5 separate regions of the Mus musculus genome follow, and regions 1, 3, 4 and 5 are each linked to region 2. A link is a contact called in public HiChIP or PLAC-seq and promoter capture Hi-C data. All regions are on one chromosome and are shown on one strand. The core of a region is the stretch at or near the end of the contact, and the rest is flanking DNA. Distances in the headings are between cores, read along the strand shown.

Region 1 (2,700 bases), core at 150-2,649, 480 kb after region 2:
GCGTTGAAAGGAGGGGGCAGACCCTTCCTCTGTGGGATGCGATAGTTTTGGTACAGGAGCATTCCGTACTGAAGAGGAAAGACTAGGGTCAGTACCAGCACCCGAGGGCTCCCCCAGCCCCAGCCCACAGCAAACCCCACAGCTGGGAGGGCAGTGCTGATACACAAGAGCCAAGTACTCTGTCAAAGGTCCCCCACCCCACCCCCCAGGAGTGTAACAGGCTGAAGATGGTGCACATCTGTTCAGTTCTGCCTCAGAACTTCTATCTTGGGAGAGAGGGGAGCTGAAGGGAGAGGGAAACAAACAGGGCAACAACACAGTTCATAATACCAAGGTCAAGAATAATTGCCTTTCCTGAGTTCTGTATGAGTCAAATAGTTACTACCTATTTTAATGATCGATACACTATCATCAGCCCCACTTTACAGATAATGGCACAGAAACACAAAGGAAGGAAGCAAGTGATTCAAAGTGACAAGAATAAGCATTGAGAACCTGGTGCACACAGCCAGTTCTAAAGCTGATCTCCAGAGGACAGAGGTTTCATATACTTTAAACAGCCCTCAAACCATTGATTCAGAACACCAAATTAGAAAATTATGATAGCAAGCGAGCAGGCACCAAGAAGAGGAAATAAAGTCATGAAGTGGGTACACCATCCTCTTGACCTTCCTTCATGAGACACAAGCTTTCTTGTAGCTTTTGGTCCTATAGGAACACTCCTCCCTAAAGTACAAACATGTACAACATGACAAAACTATGAGTGTAAGTCTTCTCCTGGGAGAGGAGAAGAGAGAGGACAAGCTAAGACAAGTGTTTGAAGTGAAAATCACCAAGAATTCCTTCTGATTGCTGAGAAGATACCAAACTATAGAGTCAAGAATATATAAATCAGACACATCACGAGAAAACTGCTAAAAAACAGAAAAAAAAATCAAAACAAAAATGGTTGACATTTTTACATAAATGAGAGCCACAAGACAAAGGATAGTGAGAAATTACTGCTACTAGTGAGCTGTTCGTTCAATAATGTAGGCAGGACCAAGAGTTTCTAGGGTTCATATTATAGCTTGAGTTCATCTAGTTCCAGAAAAGAATACATGTTCAGGGGAAAATTTATAGTGCAAATATACAGATGATTAAAATAAAATCTGAAAATACAAAGCACAGCAAAAGGTTGTCTTAGGGATTTAACTATGCAGAGAATGATTATCCACAACATGAACATTTCAGATAGGGCACGGAGAAAACTCTTATGTCAGCCTGACTGTGGTGAAGGGATCAAGTAACATGGCTTTTTAGTAAGTTAAAGATGCATGTTGCTGTGCTGGGCTACCCACTGGAGAGCAGTGGCCTCTGAGTCATAAGAATGGCCAGACTGATAATACGTGCTTAACTGGGGCCCTAGGCCAGACCACAAAGTCTATGTTAAGAATGTGACTCATGCTGCCTCTGGGGCCATGCTAGGGACTAAGGCCAGCCACATAAACGATGGGCCTATATGGCCAACAATGCATGGAAATTGGGGTCTACCCTAAGACTTGGGTGAGCTTCCCTGGTCAGTAAAGCTTTGGGTAAACTATCATACATTTTTGTCAGTAGGTTCAAGTAGTGTGTGTGTGTGTGTGTGTATAATTCTATATATACATACACCTGACTCCTCTCTTCTGGATTACATTCAGGCCGTTAACTCACACCTATTTTCCCTTTCACTGTAATAATGCATAAGAGCTTTGCTGAATTTGTAACCGTAGCTCATTAATGGGGGGTGGGGGTGGGGGTGGGGATCTAGAGTGACACTCCAACTAAGAAACTCTAAAATATGTACTCTTTTAAGTAACAATACAGCATCTCAAGTAGAAAACCCCAAATTTGATTTTAGGATTGAATGATAGGCCTGTGTTAAAACCTAGGCAAGTGTGTAAAATTACTCCAGGCCATGTGCAAGATATATGCATGAAACAAATGTATCTCATGTTTAGACAAACATTCCTGGGTCAGCAAAAGCCAAAGTGTGCCTGGTGCCAAGTACTTTGGAGAAGGGCCTTTCCATCTGGGACTATACAAGTTTGGGAGTATAATACTCTTCAATTTCCCGTTCTCTTGCCATGTCCCTTCCTTGTTACTTGGCTTGAATGCTGTTTTCAAGACACTTAGTTCACTGACTTGAAGCTGTATTTCTTTTTTCTTTTAAAACACGTACTCAACATTAAAAATTTGTCTCCGAAATTCTGCTGTAATTTCAATCTGTGGTACTTTTATAACTCAACTGACATATCTTCTGATTTTCTTTTGCCTTCTCTCCTTGACCTATGAATTATTTTAAATAGATCGTTTCTATAAGTAGGTATAAAATTATACTTTATTTGCATTGGATTTTTAACGCATTTTTTAAAATCTCAGTTACTAAGGAAGTAGACTGTTTTCACATTTATTGTTTTTAAAGACTACAAATTCACACTTTGTACTTAAGACTATAAGGCCCTACATGGTGGTAGTTGTATTCACACACCCTCTTTAAGTTGTTAAGCCATTAGCCATTTATGTACCAGCTGTCTATAGAGTTCCCTTCTTTCATTTCCCTTTTATTTTAGTTGACTGGGCTTTAAAGATACATGTATAGTCCAATTAATGTTATTTCCTTTGTGTGCCCTAACAATGTTTCCTGCTTCATTGCCATGTAGCCTTTCACTTCCTATT
Region 2 (2,700 bases), core at 75-2,574:
GGAGGCAGCAGGCTAAGCGGAAGCACGGGGGAATAGTGCTTACCGACTAGCTTCCTCTGGCTTGCTCAGCCTGCTTTCTGACATTGCCTGGGACCACCTGCCCAGGGATGACACCACCTCCCAGAGGACCGGCCCCTCCCACATCAAAAGCAATTAAGAAAAATACCCCCACAGACCGCTCATACGTCAATCTGATAGTCAAATCTTCAATTGAGGTTTCCTATTCCCTGGTAACTACAGATTGTGTCAAGTTAAAAAAAAAATAAAAAACTAGTAAGCATGCCCCATTTCTTTCCTTTAACCACAGTATCCCTTTCTTCACACTTCTTCTACATCTGTATCCTTGGTTACTTTATAGTTCTCTTATTTGAATAAACTTTAACTCTGACAAATGTACCTTTAGTACATTTAGGATCTATGGGACACAGATTATTGCTAGTAAGTCTACAATTTCAACATAAAGAGAGGGAGAGGGAGAGAGACCAAACCTTGCTAGCTAAAAAGCCAATCTAGTAAGCGCTCATTTCTTTCTCCGATATATATTTTTGAAACTAGGATACGTGTTTCCAACTACACCCTGCATTTTACATCCAGAACCAACAGAGGGCGCTGCACTATCAAGGATGGTCTAAAAGCTCACTAGGTTCACAGCACAAATTCAGTACTATACAGAGCTACATAGACTCGCTCTGAAACACACGGCTGGCAATGACCCACGAACTGAAGTTTTATTAAGGCACTTTTAAAGTTCGGATAATCTCTTGGAGCAGGGCCTCCTTCACGAGCCCACAGAGGTCTTTTCTATGCAAATGTAGTTTTCAAGATTCCTACACAAAACTAGGCTCACTGGGGCTGTCCCTGCCAGAGAGGGTGTCCTTGTGTAGTCGGAGTCACGTGACACGGGGCCAACGCAATTCTCGTGAGGAGCCGCGGCAGCCAGAGCTCCCGCCATGCGGCGCCGAGCCTCACCTGCAGGGGGCGCCCGCAGCAAGGCGCAGAGCAGGACGGCGGCCAGCGACAGCGGCGAGAGCACGGAGCCCGAGGCCCCGGCCCGCCGCCGGCCCCGCGGAGCCCGGCCCGGGGCCAAGGCCTCCATCCACACGCCGCCGACGGCCGAGCCTCGGCGCAGAAGGTCGTTACCTGGCGCGCGCCCACCCGCCGCCGGAAGTTGGCAGACGGCAGGCCGGAAGGACGGACCGACGGACGCGCCACTTCCGCTCGGGTGATGTGCGGGAGGTGTGCTAGCTTGGGACCCAGCTTGGGTACACATGGGAGGCAAGAGGTCGATCCCCTAGGGGCTCCCTTGACTTCGAGGCCCCGCACCACTAAGGAAACCCTCCAGAACCTGGCTGGTCTGAGATTCCAAAGCGAGAAGAATCTTGTGTCGCAAAGTTCTAACCTTTGCCTTCCCGTGGTGTCTGTGTGCAGAGGAGAAGCCCCTCTTATTACCTTAGCAGTGGATTGAGTTTCAGCCTTTAGGTGCCTAATGGCAGCAGATCCTGAGAACGGATGACTTAATGAATGTACACCTCTCATAAACTTCCTGGCTATAGTAATGCCAATGCATGAAGTTCCTGACTGTTGTAATGCGAACGATTGTGCATTATCAGTGTGTGGGACTTAATAGAAAATGCATGCAGTGAACACCTAGGAGAAATTAAAGGTATTGCCTTAAAAAGTGGCATGATGGGAAAATGGAGGAAATAGACCTTAGATGACATTGACTTTCATGCAGTACTCGGCTTGGAAGATCATCCTCAACTTGGATTCAGGAAAACATAAAGAACCAGCTCACGGACCGTTTAGAATGAGAATGTATTTAAATTGAAAGAATCATACATCTTTTCTGCCTTTGGAAGGATTTAATGATAGTCCAACTAGGATAAAAATAAATTTTATACAAATATATAGAAACACTAGAAGCAGGCTGTTAAATGTTTTCACTTTTAATATGAAGAGATGGGTAATACGGAGTGGAGTAAAAACTTACTGACCTTCGTGTTTTGGATAAACTGTCCAGGACCTTATGCTGAAAACTTACCCATTTATTTCAACGTTATTGCTTGTTTTGTTGTATATTGCAAATTTTCAGTCATCATCATAGGTGGTCGTGGCTACATTCTGCTTATCCTTACTATCATACAATTGATCTGATTTAAATATTCTATACCTGACTCTTGTAGAAGCTTACCTTCTTTATTTAAGGAGGTGTGAGCTATTACCCTTCGGATTGTAATAATTAAACTTAGTTGCAATTTTCATGCAAAACCAAATTGTCTAGTTAAAAAACAGCTCTTAAGTGGACTGCTATGCTTATCGTTTAAAATAGATCGTTTTTTATGCTGCCATTTACTGAAATAACATAAATACCTCATTGTTTTCGTTCTAAGAATTGTGGTAACTTAAAGAAACTGCAGATAATTTAAGGCATTTAAGAATGGACTTTTACATTGGCTATGATTTATGAATTATTTTTCTTAAAAATCAGTATACTATATCTTCCTTGTTAGCGTATTTAAATTAAACATATACCAATGTTTATAATTTATTCCAACCCGAAAAGTTATTTCTAGTTTGTGTGTGTTTGTGTGTGTGTGTTTGTGTGTGTGTAGGAGAGAGAGAGAGAGAGAGAGAGAGTATATATGAAAGAGAGAGACTGTATATGTATTCACTACATCAACTTCAGTATATTCTTTCAGT
Region 3 (2,700 bases), core at 120-2,619, 260 kb after region 2:
GAGAGAAATCAGTTTTGAGGAGACATATGTAGGTCTTTAGATGACATATTATGTGTCTTCAAATATGGTGGAAACTGGCTTGCCGGCTTTGGCTTGGGAGTGACTGAAGGCCATTGAAGGAAGGCTTGAGTCAGGGATAGTCTTCAACAGGTATGAACAGGCACCCAGGATATGTAATGTTGAGAGTGACTTGGGTGGCTTTCTCATGATCAAGTGATCCCTAGTCTAAAGCATTTGTTCTGTCACAGCCTTTTCCAAGAAAGCTGAGAGCATGACTCATCCTTATTAAAACCACTTGTGGCTAGGCTGAGGCAGGAGGATTGTGATTTCAAAGCAGCTGGGGCTACACAGCAAGACCCTGTCTTGAAAAGGAGTAGAGAAACTGTCACACTGAAATTCCTGATTCTTACATGTTAACATCTTGAATGGATAAAGGTATGACTCAGTGGTAGAGTACCCATCTAGCTTGTGCAAGGCCCTGGGTTCAATCCCCACTCCTGTGAAAACAATGAAGAGTGGGTATGTTATGGCATTGATTGAAAATAAGCAAGGGACATTTGAGGACCATCCAGGTACAATTTGAGTCAAGACTCTCAAAGCAAGAAGGCCTGTGTGTTTCAGTTTATAAAGGTATTCAGAGAGCCATAGGGTTGGAAGAATCAATATGAAATAAAAAAGCCAATTTGAAAAGGCAAAATGATTCCCCAATGAGAAATACTTCATCAGCTACAGGGAGCATGTCATGTAGAGCATGGCTGCCCTGGGGTGGACTTGGAGATGGTTCCTGAGTAACTGTGCTGTGGCCTCAGTCTCAGAACTCAGGGCTGACACCCTGGGATACTTGGCCAGGTGGAGACATGATGTATTCTGTACTTTGTCTCCTTGAGCTTCAAGTCTGATCCCTGCTACCGGTAGTGCAAAGACCTACGAACTTTCCTCATCACCACTGGTCCAGACCCTCTGGCTGCTGCCGTAGCTTTGCAAGCTATGGTTAGCACCCTCCTAGAAATCTAGTGTGCCAAAGCAAAAGCCGCTCCCACTCTCTACCCTGCTCTTTAAAGAGTGTGTGCTGTGAGGGGCCCTGCAGCTGCACTACAGACCCTCAGCAACTGAATGCTGCTCAACGTTGCCGAGAGGTGCTAACCTTGCCCACAGAGAGCTCTGCTCACTCCTGACCGTTAGAAATGTGTCACCGAAGTGTGAAAATACTTATGCTGTTAGACTTCCCATCATTTCTTTTCTTTCAATCCCTCTCATTTGCATGGGTTACTCATAAATGTAGATCTTGGGTATGATTTGTACAACTGCCCTGCTGTCGGTCTGTAGGAAAGCCTTGCTGGATGGGCTTGTCTCTGGCCTTCATCTACAAGTGCTGGGTGCAAGTGAGTCACAGGTGGTGCCACAGGCAGCTGGCCTGGAGCCGGGGGTGCAAAACACAGAGTGATAGTCGTTTGACACAATTTCAGCTCTCAAACCTGCTTTGTAAATGAAAACACTGCTTTTGGACTAAGTCATTCTCTCTGATTCCCAATTGTTCAATTAATCTATGTGTGTTAACACCTCTCTATAACATCATAGATAGTGCCTAGTAATGAACTCTGCGAGTTCAGGCTGAGGAACCCTGAATGATCCGCCACTCTGCAGCTGTTCAGGAGTTGTACCCTTTTTGTGATGTGGTGAACTCTTTGAGGACTTCAGCACTGTATTCTTAAGATACTGAAGGAGTGGGTTGAACTGTAGTAACAACAAGGATTTTGCTTTTTAAAAGGATGTCCCTGCATACAGCTTAGCAACCTTGATTGAACTCAGCCTTTCATGGTTACACCTTAAGGTTGAAACCCATTTCATTTCATCATTTCCCAGAAGGGGCACTCAGTTCACCCATTTCCTGTTTTTAATCTCAGGTTGTTCTGTGCTTGTTCCACATCTACTCTCCCAGTAGCATGGCTATGGAAGCCAGCGTCACACTCTTGCCCCACCTGGCATCTATGCATTTTGCACATAGCTGCCATCCGTTCTAAGCTATCTGTGCACAGATCTGTGGACAGGGCTGGCTGTTCCCCTGGTGTCTGGTGCCATGGCCACTCATGGAGCTCGTCACCCCAGCACTGTTGTGCCATGTCTGACACACAAGCTCTCGTCTCCCTATGTACCACAGAGTCTCTTTAGTATGTCACAGAGGTGGACATGGTGGTTAAGACCAAAGCTTCTAAACTTGCTCCATCCTATTTCCAGTGGACTTGAACCACTGTGTGTAAAGAATTTTCATTGACTGTGCTTGATACCTCCTGCCCCGACAGTCTTTAAAGATGTGTGTGTGGGGGTGGGAGGTGGGGGTGTCTGTGTGTGTGTGTGTGTGTGTGTGTGTGTGTGTGTACTTGCACACGTTGTTGTTGGTAATGATGTTGAGTGAGACCAGCACATGACTGGCATGTGGTATACAACTGAGCCATGCCCACACATCTACATTCATGTACCCACCCCTTCAGCGTGCCCTTCCCTGGCCTCCCATGTAACCAGAGTATTGACCTGACCCTTTCAATTCTGCTCAGGTTTCAGATGGTTAGGACCCTAGGGACAGGAGCCATGCTTACGTTTGTTAACCCACAGGTCCTGCGGTCCACCAAAAATAAGTTGCCTTGCCTGAGTAATCCTGGCTCTAAGCTGTCTTCTCTGTTCTCATACTGAGTCCTGTCTCTT
Region 4 (2,700 bases), core at 121-2,620, 500 kb after region 2:
CCCTAATAGCAGCCTCTGGCCTCATTTACTTGCTCATCTTTCCATTCTCTTCTCTGTCTACTGGGGTCTGCTAGACTATGTGATTTTTTTTAAACTGGAAACATTCTTATATAACTCTAGTTCAATGATCAACAGCAGGGAATTCTCAGTGGCCCACATGACTGTCTAATTCATGGGCCCCGCTTGGACAGAGCTGTACCCCATTAGGTCTCTTACTCTGTAGGTCTTTATTTCCTGGGACTTTTCTATGGTCTAAAAAGTCCTGAAGAGCTCTGGCTGTTCAGTAGAACATATCCAGGACCTGGTTCAGGGCAGGCAATACCACTGAAGAGATGCTGAGATCCCTTTGGGTCACCAGGTCTGCTGTGCCCCACTCCTGGAGATGTCTATTGGGACCACACACTCAAGGCTTCCTGATCTCCATCTTCCTTCCTTTTTCTGCTCTTCCAGCGGCCTCCTCCATCCTCGTTATACCTTGCCTTTACTATTTAAAAAACTTTATTCCTTTTACTGGGGAGCATGTTTAGAAACCAAAAACAGAGAGAAAGTGCCTACTGTCTTACTATTACAGTTTGAGCTGAGTGTCTGCAAAGGTCCATGTGTCCGGGACTTGGTCCCTAGCCTGGTGAAGTTTGGAAGAGTGGGAGCTTTGGGTGGTTCTTCAGCCCCTGTGGGCCCCTGTGGGCAGCCCCTGTGGGCCTGCCTGTCAAGGAGACATTGTGGCATTGAGCTCTTCCTCTCTGTGCCTCACTTGACAGCAGCACCCCCACTCCAAGGAGGGCCCTTTATAACTCTGAGTCAAAAGAACCTTTTTATCCTTACGGGTTGGTGCCTCAGATCTATTTTGCTGCAGTGGTGGCAAGCTTGTTAAAACACTGTTTTGTTGTGACTCAATGCTCAGAATTCATATTTATATTCCAGAGTTAAATGAAAAAGGAAAAACTGTCGCTTCCCCTTTCAAATATTTATGATATTGCTGCCGCTGATCTGGTTCCCTTCCAGGGCTTGGTGGGGAAAGTGGGGACGGTGTGAACAGAAACACTTTCAGGGATAAAAGCCCAGGAATGAACTGCACATATAAATGAATCCAAGATGCCAGAATACTATAAAACCGTTAGGAACCTACTGCTTTGATTTAGCACGGAATGTCTGCGGATACAATTACAAGAAGGAAACTACTTTGAGGTAAGGTGAAAGATAAACAAGTAGTCATTTGCATGTAGTTCTCTAGAGAATCTGAAGGCATGTAATTATTAACCTTTCCAGATGAGGTCAACATCTGTACTCTCTTTCCTAGAAATGTAGCAACTTGGCACTCGTGGTCACAGGAGAGGAGGGTGTTTACCCCATTTCCCTGCTGAAGACACTCAAAATACCCTCACTCGCTTCCCTCCAGGGAGTCTTTATCGTTTTTATGTTTGTCCTGACTCACTCAGCCTAGCTAAGAGAGTGAGGTGAATGTCTGGGAGACAAGTACCCAGACATGAAAGAGGGAGGAGGGAGGTGCCATGCTGGGCAAAAAGCACAGGCACAGACGTGAACAAGGCAGCTCAGCCGGCAAGGAAGGCAGTTTTATACTCAGACTAATGCCTGCTACGAGAGTGAAGAGGCTAAGATTTAAGGCTTGGTAGTGTCGGTGAACATTTTCCAGTTGTATGGAATACCCTCAGCTAAGACAAAAAGCTTTCAACTTTATAATTTCATGAGACACCTCTGTTCTAAACCAGTAGGACCATCAGAGGTATGGAGTGTGGGGGGAAAATCCACCCTCTCAGTTGCTCATAGATCAAGTGTGGCCTACCTTAAATGTTTGTGATTTTAAGTTTCTTCAGTCTGGGGACTATCTGCATTTACCCAATGAGGTTAACTGGGGAGGAAACCAAGTCTAAACCTAAAGTTTATGTTTCAAGAGTGGACTAATCCTTAGGGTGACGGTTCTTTTGTATAATAAAACAATAATTTTAATACGTTAATAGTTTAATGAAGTAGCAAAGGTGGAGTCTTCTACTTGTGGCCTCATGTTGGAGTCTGAAGCATTTCAGATTTCACTTTTGTGTGAGTAATGTACAGGCTGCAGCTATGAAGAGCAGACATTTTCGTGTTGTGGGTGTAACAAGCTGCTTTCCCTACAAGGTGAACTGTGGATGCAAACACAGGGAAGAGTGCTGCTTGAGTTGGCAAGCCAAGCCATCGCAAAAGGGATGCTAGCCTGTTTTCTGATGCTGAGATAGAACACTGACCAAAAGCAACTTGGTGGGAAAGGGCTACTTGACTTATAATGTCTAGGTCCCAGCCTATCACTGTGGAAAGTCAGGCAAGGGTTCAGTATGGGAACAACAGGAAAATTCACACAGCCAGCTTCCCTTATATAGCTAAGACTCGCTTACCTCTGCATGGGGTTGCCTAGGCGTGGGCTGGGCCTTCTACATCAGTCAGGACAGTCTCACACAGACATGGCCACAGGCCAATCTGATCTGGGCAATCTCTGAACTGAGCCTTGTTCAGATGACTCTGGGCTGTGTCAATCTGACAGCTGAAGCTAACTAGGACAGAAGCTAATCAGGTAAAAAGTTCACTAGCTGGCGACCTTCCCATTTTCTAATGAAATTTAAAGCTGAACCATCAAGTAAGAATTCGCAAATCAATTTTCCTAGGAAAATGATTTCTGGTTTCTAGCAAAGTCAGAGGCTTTTTTTTTTT
Region 5 (2,700 bases), core at 188-2,687, 300 kb after region 2:
CACTAGCCTCAAAGGCAAGCTTTAGGTCAGAACAGAGATGCTCGTAAACTCTATGGGGGCAACATGGGGGAAATGACCCAACCTTCCCAAGCCTGGGTTCCATTCTTTATGTGTCTCATAAGGCAACCGGAAGCATAAAATGCCCCCACAGATATAAAAAAATTTTAGAAGCCCTCAGTAGGAAGATCAGCTACTATCATTGTCAAGAAAAGAAACCTTATGTCCAAGAAAGAAAAAATAAGGTGTTTGAGAAGCTGAGGTGGACTTTGAGAAAGGGGCAGGACCTCAGCAGCATGCCATACAGTGAAGGGGTCATGGAGTCTAGGCAGACAAGGAAAATTACTTTGCTGGTGTTGGGATCTAGAGCAGGACTAGTGGGTATTTCCCAGCTTTGCGCAAGTACTCACTGGAAAGCAGTGAGTAAAGCTGTCCCATGATGCTCTGACTATAACAGTACTGGTCATTGAGGGCCAAACTGGGCAGCATCATCTCATTTGGAATCACAGAGAAAGCAGGGGTATGCTCCCAATGGGAGCAGAAGCTGAGCACATAAAGATGACATGGGTCAAAATTATCTGGACATGGGAGATGGCAGGAGAATGGGGAGTAATTGAAAGAATGCTTTGGTGTAGAAGGAATGGAGGTCACGGTAGGGCTGGTGAAGGAAACTGTGACTTCCCTTGCTTAGTGTGCCATTTGCAGAAAAGACAAAGCCACGTCTGGAAAATAAGAGTTCAGGGTTTGATGTAATTGCTTTTAAGAATGCTACCCTGGTAAGGCTACCCCATGGAAGCTGTGCTACAAAGGATGTGCAAATAAAACGTTGGTGACGGGGGCTGGTGAGATGGCTCAGTGGGTAAGAGCACCCGACTGCTCTTCCGAAGGTCTGGAGTTCAAATCCCAGCAACCACATGGTGGCTCACAACCACCCGTAATGAGATCTGATGCCCTCTTCTGGTGCGTCTGAAGACAGCTACAGTGTACTTACATATAATAAATAAATAAATCTTTAAAAAAAAAAAAAAAAACGTTGGTGACACACACACACCTTTACAGAGCACCTACACTGAGGCAGAAAGACAGAGGTCAGGTTCTAGGAGTTGATAAGAAGGAGGGGAAGAAAGACCACTAGAAAACAAAACAGAAACCACTTATTAGAAATATTGTTCATAGACTTGTCTCTCTGTGTATGAGCTTTTGAACCAAAAGAATGAAGGAGACTTCATATCCTGATCAAAGAAAGAGGCAATCTTGGTCAAGGAGCCAGCTCTTGGATGGCTGGGGCTTTAGAAAGTATGAGGTGCAGGGCCCTATCTTCTCCCTGAGGAGTGCACAGAAGACAGGGACCATGATGAACTATCTGGGAGACTGGCAGAGATGAAGCAGCAAATGTGTTCAAGGGTTGTGAAGAGTAACTGACCTCAGGAGGCAGGGTGTGACTTCCTCTTTCCAATTAGGAACCTGAAGAGTGCCACATGCCTTAGTAATGAGCATCGGCAGTGCCCTGAAGCTTCAGGAGACTTCCAGCCAAACAGAGCATCTGAAACTTTGTCATGGCTCTCCTGGGTGAATGGGCATTGTCTTGATTCACACGCTCTATGTGAAAGGGATCTACAAAACTAGTGAAGCAATGCTGAGAGGGGAAAGCGATCTCCAGGGGAGAGGTTAAACACAAGAGGAAGTGGCCTTGTGGGAACAGGAGGACCAGGATAGCAGAAGTGAAGTGTGCAAGGAAGGGCTCCCAGCAGCTGTGCTCTGTTGGTGTCCCCCAGAGGTGGTTGGCAGTTCACACACTAACCAGTGCCTCTTCCTGCTCTCGTGTCTGCCTTCCTCTCAGTGCTACATGACGACATTCCTGTCCACCCTTCCTACTGTGTCACAGTTTTCTCCCTAAAATGAAGAGAATTGGACCTCAAAGGCTGCTCCCCACATTTAGGATGATATCGTTTTGTGTACTTGAGATGATAGATAAATAGATAGTAAGAGTTTTGATAGAACTATTTCATGTTTTTTCAGAAAACCAAATGCAACATCCAGAAATTACCAGTATTAAATTAGAAGAACATCATTGTAAATATCTTCCTGCCATATATATTTCAGTGGACAGGATTAATAATAGGTGGACTACAAATAGAGATGTGGAGGAAAGGCCTTTAAGTTCCTGAATGCGCCACCTCAGAAAGATTGCAGCTGCTCTTCCCTGGGCTGGAGGTGTTGCCTGGCTTCCCCTCTTCCCGTGTATTGATTGAAAATCAGTTCACAGTGGCCACAGCATATTCAACATGTCCTAGGAGATAAAGGCTCCTCAATGCACAGTCATTCCCAACAGGACTTGACTTTTTTAAAAGGATGACTATCAGGGAAAAAAAATTATTCTAAAAATTACTTTAAAAACAATCATTTTTATTGCTTTTATTTTTACATTGTACATTTCTATTCATATTCTATGCAGAAATCATTATTCTTATATAATTTAGATATTCATCACTATATATTTTAACAGGTTACAGAATCAGACCCTGGTCTCTTAGGCTCATTTTCGTTTATTTTGATCAATCCCTTCATTGAATACACTTTACATTCAAGCACCCTTGTAGACATTCCATCTCCATCTCTGCTTTGAGTTTGAGGATGTCACCTGTCACCTCTCTACAGTAACCCCAGGAGTACGTAGCCTCTGGCCACTCTTCCTTCTCTGAC

The links. Promoter capture Hi-C pulls out the DNA fragments that hold promoters and counts their contacts. HiChIP or PLAC-seq counts read pairs in DNA pulled down with a chosen protein or histone mark.
Region 1: an H3K4me3 HiChIP or PLAC-seq map of bone marrow-derived macrophages shows a contact between it and region 2, with 6 times the contacts expected there. The contact joins the enhancer-like site here to the promoter of Zpbp in region 2. A contact is called at or near these places in 5 of 39 promoter capture datasets (the C10 cell line, HPC-7-derived erythroid cells, epiblast stem cells and 2 more), 1 of 15 datasets of contacts at CTCF or cohesin (large pre-B cells), 3 of 115 datasets of contacts at active chromatin or transcription factors (the 230-238 cell line, T-cell acute lymphoblastic leukemia and bone marrow-derived macrophages) and 3 of 9 other capture datasets (adipose tissue, liver and pancreatic islet).
Region 3: an H3K4me3 HiChIP or PLAC-seq map of the SCID.adh cell line shows a contact between it and region 2, with 12 read pairs. The contact joins the enhancer-like site here to the promoter of Zpbp in region 2. A contact is called at or near these places in 25 of 39 promoter capture datasets (the 3T3-L1 cell line, 3T3-L1-derived adipocytes, the C10 cell line and 15 more), 1 of 15 datasets of contacts at CTCF or cohesin (CD8 T cells), 10 of 484 Hi-C or Micro-C datasets (the G1E-ER4 cell line, LSK cells, adipose-derived mesenchymal stem cells and 6 more), 12 of 115 datasets of contacts at active chromatin or transcription factors (the 230-238 cell line, CD8 T cells, the HPC-7 cell line and 7 more) and 4 of 9 other capture datasets (adipose tissue, embryonic stem cells, liver and 1 more).
Region 4: a contact with region 2 is called in a promoter capture Hi-C map of pre-B cells. The contact joins the enhancer-like site here to the promoter of Zpbp in region 2. A contact is called at or near these places in 6 of 39 promoter capture datasets (the C10 cell line, the HPC-7 cell line, embryonic stem cells and 3 more), 1 of 15 datasets of contacts at CTCF or cohesin (large pre-B cells), 16 of 484 Hi-C or Micro-C datasets (the CH12 cell line, the G1E-ER4 cell line, LSK cells and 11 more), 8 of 115 datasets of contacts at active chromatin or transcription factors (the 230-238 cell line, T-cell acute lymphoblastic leukemia, bone marrow-derived macrophages and 3 more) and 3 of 9 other capture datasets (adipose tissue, liver and pancreatic islet).
Region 5: a promoter capture Hi-C map of hematopoietic stem and progenitor cells shows a contact between it and region 2, with 6 times the contacts expected there. The contact joins the enhancer-like site here to the promoter of Zpbp in region 2. A contact is called at or near these places in 16 of 39 promoter capture datasets (the C10 cell line, the HPC-7 cell line, cranial neural crest and 9 more), 3 of 15 datasets of contacts at CTCF or cohesin (CD8 T cells, the NIH/3T3 cell line and large pre-B cells), 6 of 484 Hi-C or Micro-C datasets (DN3 thymocytes, bone marrow-derived macrophages, conventional dendritic cells and 3 more), 18 of 115 datasets of contacts at active chromatin or transcription factors (the 230-238 cell line, CD8 T cells, the HPC-7 cell line and 12 more) and 4 of 9 other capture datasets (adipose tissue, liver, macrophages and 1 more).

Annotation. Positions count from the first base shown.
Region 1 is chr11:11,938,417-11,941,116 of GRCm38.p6, forward strand. It overlaps Grb10 (growth factor receptor bound protein 10), which reads right to left. Exons shown (of 17, transcript NM_010345.4): 12 at 1-68. Among named protein-coding and RNA genes, the nearest start is that of Ddc, 42 kb to the left of the region's middle. Within about 2 kb of position 1,400, at least 58 of the 459 cell types and tissues checked have an H3K27ac peak or open chromatin away from gene starts, as enhancers often do. A contact at or near this core is called in the 230-238 cell line and bone marrow-derived macrophages, where this site is marked.
Region 2 is chr11:11,461,095-11,463,794 of GRCm38.p6, forward strand. Zpbp (zona pellucida binding protein) reads right to left here and starts at 1,325. Exons shown (of 8, transcript NM_015785.2): 1 at 970-1,325. The coding sequence starts at 1,270. Spata48 (spermatogenesis associated 48) reads left to right here and starts at 2,650. Exons shown (of 9, transcript NM_001347068.1): 1 at 2,650-2,700.
Region 3 is chr11:11,724,397-11,727,096 of GRCm38.p6, forward strand. The region is part of intron 3 of Ikzf1 (IKAROS family zinc finger 1); the gene reads left to right. Among named protein-coding and RNA genes, the nearest start is that of Ikzf1, 40 kb to the left of the region's middle. Within about 2 kb of position 1,370, at least 45 of the 459 cell types and tissues checked have an H3K27ac peak or open chromatin away from gene starts, as enhancers often do. A contact at or near this core is called in CD8 T cells, the G1E-ER4 cell line, the SCID.adh cell line and 2 more, where this site is marked.
Region 4 is chr11:11,959,696-11,962,395 of GRCm38.p6, forward strand. All of the region lies in intron 4 of Grb10 (growth factor receptor bound protein 10), which reads right to left. It overlaps LOC102631979 (a long non-coding RNA gene), which reads right to left. Exons shown (of 2, transcript XR_381046.3): 2 at 1-2,700. Among named protein-coding and RNA genes, the nearest start is that of Ddc, 63 kb to the left of the region's middle. RefSeq lists an enhancer at 2,161-2,700. Within about 2 kb of position 1,371, at least 77 of the 459 cell types and tissues checked have an H3K27ac peak or open chromatin away from gene starts, as enhancers often do. A contact at or near this core is called in the 230-238 cell line, the CH12 cell line, the G1E-ER4 cell line and 5 more, where this site is marked.
Region 5 is chr11:11,761,839-11,764,538 of GRCm38.p6, forward strand. The region is part of intron 7 of Ikzf1 (IKAROS family zinc finger 1); the gene reads left to right. Among named protein-coding and RNA genes, the nearest start is that of Fignl1, 46 kb to the right of the region's middle. Within about 2 kb of position 1,438, at least 62 of the 459 cell types and tissues checked have an H3K27ac peak or open chromatin away from gene starts, as enhancers often do. A contact at or near this core is called in CD8 T cells, the HPC-7 cell line, the SCID.adh cell line and 8 more, where this site is marked.